Regions from separate parts of the Columba livia genome. Here region 2 is linked to region 1. Evidence: chromatin contacts called from public Hi-C data. All regions are on one chromosome and are shown on one strand. Each heading gives the region's core, a stretch centred on a gene start, on an enhancer-like site or on the middle of the called end of the contact. The rest is flanking DNA. Distances are from core to core; before and after follow the strand shown.

Region 1 (3,997 bases), core at 1,097-3,596:
CCAGTTTTCAGTTCTTAGTATTATTTTAAACAAAATAATTTCATAAAGCTAATTGAATTTTTTAATATAAACTTTTACCATTGAAAAATATATGTTTTCACTATGTGCATTTTGGAGGGGGGAAGGTCTATTTGTTTTTTAATTGTTTGGGAGTTTTAAATAATTTATATGTATTTAATTTCTCTTTAATTAATACACTAAATTTATTTATTTCAGACATTGCATTTGAATTTCTGGGAAAAGGTGTAACTGGGTTTCTTTATACCTCCGTACTTTCCTGTACTCAAGCTTCTCAGCTGAACTGTATCACCTGTGAGGTGATTCCTGCAATATAACTGTCTCCCTTCATCATGATAGATGGTGGTGGTATTTACAGTTTGATAAGTTTCTGTTTATCAACACCTGAATTCCAGCTTCTTGGTTTCAAGGTTCAACTTCTCTGCCAGTGAAAAGCTATCTTTTCCCTCCAGAGAAAATTAAGTTATACTGTTCTGCTGAAAATAATGTTGGTGCCTCGGGCAGCTCTGGGTCTTGTTGTGGGCTTGAGAAATGTCCATTTCTAACAGGGCAGTTGGGATGCCTTGTGTGCCTTGTGGTAATGGCATTTCTTCTATCAAGGAAAATCTCTTAGATGTGCAAGTTGAAGACAACCCCAGGCACCCCTTCTTGGCACAGGGGTCAGAGGCCTTTGGACCTACACCTGGATGTGAGGGTGACTTGGAGAGAGCAAAACCCCATGTTTTCTGTCAGGTCTTTCCACTGACCTGGACCTGCTGCCTCTAGTGACCTGGCACCACCTTCCTTCCCCATCCCCATGGCAGCTGCCTTCTGTCTGCAGGTTCCTGCTGGGCTCATAGTTGTGCTGTAATTAACTGGAAATACCACTCATCAAGCCCAAAAGACTGGAGTGATTTCATATGGCAGAGGGCAGAGAGTGCTGAGAAGCAAGAGGCAAGCTTGCTGTCAGCCTTCGCTAGCCGTGGGTGAAGAGTTAAAGCTCCTTGGCTTTTGTGTAGCAGTATAACTGGTAATTTCAATCTATTTGCTAACAGGTAAATGAAAAGTCTGCAGGGACACTGTTGTTTTAGTGCTTGAACAGGTATTTGCCATCTGGTGAAGCGTCAGGAGGCTGAGCTGGAGGCCTAGATATCACTCAAGGGAAAATGTGCCTGGCAGGGAAAGATAAGAAATGTAGAGTAAAAGCAGCTCATGGTGACCCAAGATTAACTGTTCACACCATGGCAAAGGGTACAGAGGGCCACCACAAGCAGACCCTGGCCAATTTGCTGCTCAGCTTAGAGGAGGAGACGGCTTTGTGCACATGGACGGTGCATGCAAGACACATCTGGCTGTACCAGCTTGAAGGGCCAGGGGCAGAGGCTCACACAGCCTTTCGCTGCTGTTTAACCATGAGCTCACATATCACTCTTTGGAGGACAACAGCAGGGTCAGTGGGTAGCACAAACCAGGGACAGTTTTTTGCTAGGCTAAGGATGTGGCCAACCTTTTTTTTAAGGGACAATAATTGAACATGAGCTTTTCTGTGCTTGTTGCTCCCTGGACACCAATACTTCCTCGCTGAATCAAATGAGGATCAAATGAAAGTGTGGGATTCAGAAGACAGAGCAGCCAGCCTCTGAGCTACAAGGGGCCACACAGCCTTTGTGGGAGGTGTTTGAGGAACATGTGCTATGTTCTTTCCTGCTGCATCTCATCAGGTGTGTTCCGGAGAAGGACTAGCTCATCTATGACCAGAGACTGTTGTGTGTCCCCTTGGACAGCTAGATGTGCATCTGTCACATGCAGTCTGGGTCACAGGACTGAGTGTCTAACCAACAACTTCATGGGTGATCAGATTTGTGGCCACAAGGTTGCACATCTGGGGGACTGAGAAATAGTGGCGGCTAGAAGTGGGCTGCTAGCACAGTTCAAATGGATCCTGGGGAAGGATGGTGGGAGACCTGGACAGGTGACAAACTTTTCTGGTGGCTGAAGCAGGGCACTCTTGCTGCTTATGTCAGCAGCCGCTTCCCTGTTTCTCCCCTGAGACTCTGTCCTGGTCTGTCTCAACACCTGTTCTGCCATGTCAGCACATTTCCATGATATCCTTTCGAGTTCTTCTAGGCAAAAATATAGCAGTGAAAATTTTTTCCCCATTTCTAAAGAAAAGACCATTATGAGGGTAAACCTGATCTCTTTTCCACTCACTAGTACAGACTGACTTTTGCTTAATAAAGTTATGAATACTCAAATGAAAGGGGGACAATATAGTATGCCCTAGATTAGAGATAAGATTTTTTAACCTAGAAATTTGACCCAGTTATTTGAATACCTGTATATCTACACAATATAAATGAGCAGTGCTCATCACCTTCCTTTCTGCGACCAACACAGCCAAGACTTTTGAAACTGTCTGCCCAAAGTTGTATCCCCAAGTCTGCTGTTCAGCCATCTGAATAAGCTGTCTGATTTTCAGACATTCTGAGCCTTTTACAATTCCCATGTGATTCTGCTAACAGAAAATCTTGGCCTCTGAGCCTTACTGTTAAATTAAGCAGCGCCAGGTCTGGCTGTGATTATTAGAGCTGAGAAAAAACTCCATCTGTGTTTCACTGCATGCCAGGCAGAGCTGGCCCACGTCCCAAGCAGACCTGTGCTAGTTTGCCTTTTCAAGCAGATTTGCACAGCTGTGCTCAAAACAACCCCCCAAAAGTGTGGCCCCATGTATAAAAACACTGTAACTCCAGTATTGGTGCAAAGCAGCTCTGAAACCTGTGTAGGTACCAGCAGTGGAAGTGGTGAAACAAGCAGCAGTGGAAAAGGCTGCTAGCACGTGCCGATCTGAGGAATTTTAGATGTTCTGAGATATGGAATTTAATTTGCTGAGGTTTCAACTCACAAGACGGAAGACTATGTTTCAGCATATATTTTGAGTTTGTATACTAAACTGATTTCACTTCAGTGTTTTGGAATATTCAAACATTTTAAAGCTATGTGTCATATAATACAATACAAAATACTAGCAGTCTGGTTTTGTCACAATGCAATCTTCACAGGCTTGAGACAAGGTTTCTCTTCATGAAGTAAATTTGTTCCAGCTTCAAATGAATCAACCAGGAAAATCCTTAAATCTTCCACAGAACAGAATTTTCTTCCTCCAGACATATGTCAGCAGCTGCTGCAGCTGGGGTGTCTGCCTGGATCAAAGGGATTGGGAAGGGGTGGTGGGATGGTGTAGCATTCATCCAGCATGTGATAGCAAGTACAAGAGTTAGTGCCTGGAATCGTGATGTCATCGTATGAGTTACAGAAAAACACTGGAGTCGAGGGAGACTTTTCTGTCCCTTTCCTGATTTGGAGAATATTTATTCTGCAAACTGGCTGTAGAAATATTTAACTACATGTTAAGTCAGTCAAACCTTTACATTTCAATGGTAGTTTTTGCATTAATCAGGAATAGAGTTTAAAAGTTAGACTGACATTTCTGCAGATCTGCTCTACATGTATATAGACACTTGAATATTTCAGCCACTAAATGTGATGTTTGGCAACAACAGTGACTTTTAGGATTATGCTCTTCTTCTTGTACTCTCTTTTTTGAACAATACTATGCTGTCAAGGTTAATTTAAAGTAATGAAGAATTTCCCACCTCCCAGGTGGTTTAGCTTGAACATGGCCAGTGAGTTCATCTGACTATGAATTCGTGTTACTCTCCTCCCTCAGCTTTAGTTCTTTTAATGATGTCTTTTTGTTGATGCATTGCCTGTGAAAACAGGGATAACTCTCATTTTCCTTGTAGGTCAAACCATCCATGAGCACAGTACAGACTGTACAATTCAGCTTTCTGATTATCAGAGCTCCCCGAGTTTGGAAATGAAGCTTTCCATGTCCGTCAAGTTCCAGATAATGAATGGGAGAAGCAGTTCACAAAGTACAGATTACAGCCTTGGTGCATGAAAGAGAATCAAAATTAGTGCTGCTTTACCTTAGCATGCC
Region 2 (3,973 bases), core at 814-3,313, 110 kb before region 1:
TTCCTCCTCCCCTTGTGAGGAAGCTGTAGGCCATGTCAACATCTAGTGGAACCAATCTAGAGGAACAAAAGGAAAACTTCTAATTTGATTTTCACTTTACCTGAAGCAACCTCTTAATGCAATCAGGGTGGCTGTTCTTTGCTGCAAGATGTAAAGCACTGTGTCCTAAATGAATAAAAAGCAAAGCAAATTGAGTATTTAATCACACTGAAACACAGGAATAAACTCTTCCATGACAAAGGCGAAATTTTGAATTACCCATGTTATGTCTGTCATGGTACATGAAAAGCAAGGGTAGAGAAAATAAAATAAAAACCTACATCAAGCAGAATGTCTTTATGACAGATTGCCGTTCAGGCAGGTAACTGAATAATCTTAATGTCTAGCTTCATATATAGGAATGACACAAACACTGAGTCAGACTACACCTTAGCAGAAGCAAGTCTAAGATTCTGCAGTTATGTTTTGTTTCTTAAAACCCAATTTTCCTATATTACTCAGCCTCCCTTGCAGAGAGATGACTGTCAAGTGTCTTCACAATTTCTGCCATTTGACAATGAAAAAGGAACCCAGCACCAAGAACAAAACTCACCAGCTACCACTACAGCAAATTCGTGTCCTCCATGGAGTGCATGTAGAAGAGGACTCAGAACACAGGACTACTGTGGTTTGTATCTCACATATTCCCTTTTCTGTTAATTTATTTAGGATCTGTAAGCTCACATTTAGCTATGCAATATAGTGATTTACTGATTATGGATTTATGAAGAAAGACTGCAGTCTCTCTTCTAGTTTAATTTACAGAACATCTGAAAAAAATAAAGAGGCCAAGATAGCAAAACAATAAATTATCCATGTAATTAAGAAGGAGCCAAGATTTAGTACTCAGTGCAGACAGAGCCACTTGTGACAGTAGAATCTCACTGTAAATAATGTTAATATTACAGACAAGTCTTTCCTTAATGAATACTGGGTTGACACTCTGAGGTGAGAGCAGGCAACCTCTTATTATCCAAAACACTAATAAATTCTAAATCCTGAAGCAAGACAAGGTACGAATTCTGAATAATAATGTGTATCAAGTACATATATTCCCCTATCATTATGTGTAATGTAAATGCCGCTTCCAGCATCACAGACACTTCCTTATAGAGGCAAATCATTCTCATGTGTGACAGAAATTCCTTCAGGCTGCAATCAGTGGCCAAAACAGAACTCGTGAGCCCAACATTTACAGATCATTATTGGAGAGACAGAATGCTGACAGTTCATTCAGGTCACTCCGCTAGCCAGAGAAAATGCTGGGCACAGATTTCACAGTCATGTCAACTGAAATCCATTAAGAAGGGTTTGTCAGTTTCAAATTCAGGTCCCATCATTCTCCTAGTAGATTAGTAATTAAGGCATGAGACTTTTGAGGGCTGAAACAGCATACTTAATAGCTCCTAGCTTTGTTTTGGCTTGTATCAGCCCTTTTCACTGTGTCACAATCCTGAGCAAATGTCTTGCTGCAACTCCTGTACAGTTAATGGCGTTAACAGCTTGGCTACACATAAAAGCAAAACCAAAGATCTTGACTGAACCTACAAAAAGCTTCAAATAAAGTTAACAAAAAGAGTTGGTGGAGGTTATTTTTTTTTCATTTAATTTTTTTTTTTTTAAAAAAGAGCGACTATTTTGCATCTACAGTCCACTATAAATGCTGTCATTTATAGTATATTAGGGCATAAGTTTTTTATGGCTTTAGAATCTAAATTCTATACACAGAAAAGCAAGTATGCCTGAACCTGCAAGATTTACAACTGATTTTACTGCACAGTGTGTGGGGAAAAGCAGTGTTGTCAAATTCATAGTTGCACTAAGAGCTATATAGGCAAATTAAGTGTATTATGCTACATGAGTAAGTTCACAGAAGCTTACCTGCACCATCTTGGGCTGTCACATCTGCACCATGTGTCACCATGATCCTGAGGCACTCTGCATGCCCCTTTGTGGCTGCCAGGTGAAAACTGGAAGAGAGCATTTACATGTCACTTTTCTTTTATTAAGACCTCCTTTCTCTTTCATTCACAAACCAAGTATTGGCAAGTTCTCCCCTCCACACCCCTCGATCTCCTGGCATCTCTCCACTGCCTCCCAAGAAGACAATAGCTCTGAAAGTGAGAAGGCATATCACAAAGCCTTTGTAGTCATACCTTCACATATGCTGCTGTCTCATTAACCCATGCCATATATATTATGCGCATCTAGTTGCACCCAGTTTTTCAACTAATGTCCCTGGTGAGAATATATCCCCAAAGAATGTCTGGGCTTAGGGAATTAATGAAGAAAACATTCACAATGACTGACTTTGCTCTAGTCATTCTAGTCAATCCTGATTTCCCCGCATTTCTGTGGACAGAATTTAGTTCCTCTAAAAGGTGATTCAGCTCTTAAATTAAACTAAATCAAGTTGTGCTTTGGCACTGTTCTTTACAGAGCCCATCCTTCTATGTAGAGGGGGGAAAAAAAAACTTTCAGTGTTCATGAATGCCACCTGAAGAAACCAAAGCTACTGGATACTTGTGAGACTATGTTAGAGATGTATTTTTTCATCTTTCGGTTTTGCTGTTCACTTAAAGCACCTGCTTGTTTGAACAGTGGGAAATTGCGGAGGTTACCAACCACACCATGACAGGACGCACCTAACAGAATCAATTAACCAAGATATAATTACAGAACAAATCAAAGAAGTTACAATGAATTAAAGCTTTTTCACAGCTGAAGGTTCATGTTTTACAACTTTGGTACCTCAGGATTCACAGAATCAGTTTTATACATGCGCTGCTAACTTAATTTTGCTGGGAAGCAAAAACAAAGGAAAAAAACTTCTGAAAACAGAGAAATTTATACCCTTCTCATGCATATCGTGCCACCATCAAGTCTCAAGATACGGTCACAGTACAGGCAGGCATACTGCTTCCCCATGTGTCCTACTAATATCAGATGGATATACAGATCTGTTTTCCAGCGGGACTAATGTGAAAAAACAACAACAACAAATCACAAATTCAAAACAAAACACTTCCAGTTACTATTAAATTGTGTATGACAAGCTGGGGCCTTCATTAACATGCCCCAAACTGAAAAAGTCAGTATTCCCAGCATATTTTCTAATATCTCTTAAAGGAGACTTCCATTTTTAACATCATGCACTCCTGTGTTAATGGGGATTTTTCCCCTGGAATCTAAAGGGAACACCACGAATCATGAAGACTCACCAACTTCTGTATTAAAGAATTCACATTTTGAACAACAGTTTCCTTTAAAATGTTAAAACTAACACTGAAAGTTCAGCCCGCTAACCGGGAAAACTGGGAATAACATGCAAGAATGAAACAGATAATTCTGGCACATAATATGTGAACTGCAATGCTGTGTTTCTCTAAGCTGTAGCCTTCTTTGCAGCCTCCTTGAAACAGCAGAGAAAAAGACCTACAGACATAATCTGGCAAAGGGTGGAGAATTAATCAAACCAGGAGATCTGCTGGAACAGAGCCCTTTGTGAAGCGCAGCAACTACCCCACTTCCCACGAGGAGTCCTTCCACACTTTGCTGATTGCAAACGGCAGATGGGCAGTACTTAACTTTTGAACCATGCTCTGCAAATATAAAAATATCCTGTGTGCTCATCCTCATGCTTACTACTGCCATAAACAAACTGAAGAGTTAACACTTCCAAGAGCATAAAAAGCACTGCTGCTGGCTGTTCTCTAGTCATTCAAAAATCAAACTTTCATGTACTTGGTGGCCAATGCAAAGTTGTGTAAACATTCTTCTTTAGAAGAAGAGGTTTCTCAGGCTCTGGGAAAATGTCTGGGAAAGGGATGCAAAAGGACTCTGACAAATTCCAACACCTCTAATTCAGCCAGCAACATACCAATGAACACCAAAACACATTCAGATACATTTGTGTAGATACACAATACAGTTG

Evidence for each region. Hi-C and Micro-C count contacts between places; a contact is called where the count stands out from the background.
Region 2: a contact with region 1 is called in a Hi-C map of liver, with 6 times the contacts expected there. The contact joins two enhancer-like sites. A contact is called at or near these places in 2 of 2 Hi-C or Micro-C datasets (crop and liver).

Annotation. Positions count from the first base shown.
Region 1 is chrZ:20,332,135-20,336,131 of bColLiv1.pat.W.v2, reverse strand. All of the region lies in intron 3 of LOC135577461 (a long non-coding RNA gene), which reads left to right. Among named protein-coding and RNA genes, the nearest start is that of C1QTNF3, 33 kb to the right of the region's middle. Within about 2 kb of position 2,346, at least 1 of the 3 cell types and tissues checked has an H3K27ac peak away from gene starts, as active enhancers do.
Region 2 is chrZ:20,442,316-20,446,288 of bColLiv1.pat.W.v2, reverse strand. RAI14 (retinoic acid induced 14) reads right to left here. Exons shown (of 19, transcript XM_065047542.1): 5 at 1,921-2,009; 6 at 101-165. Among named protein-coding and RNA genes, the nearest start is that of BRIX1, 40 kb to the left of the region's middle. Within about 2 kb of position 2,063, at least 1 of the 3 cell types and tissues checked has an H3K27ac peak away from gene starts, as active enhancers do.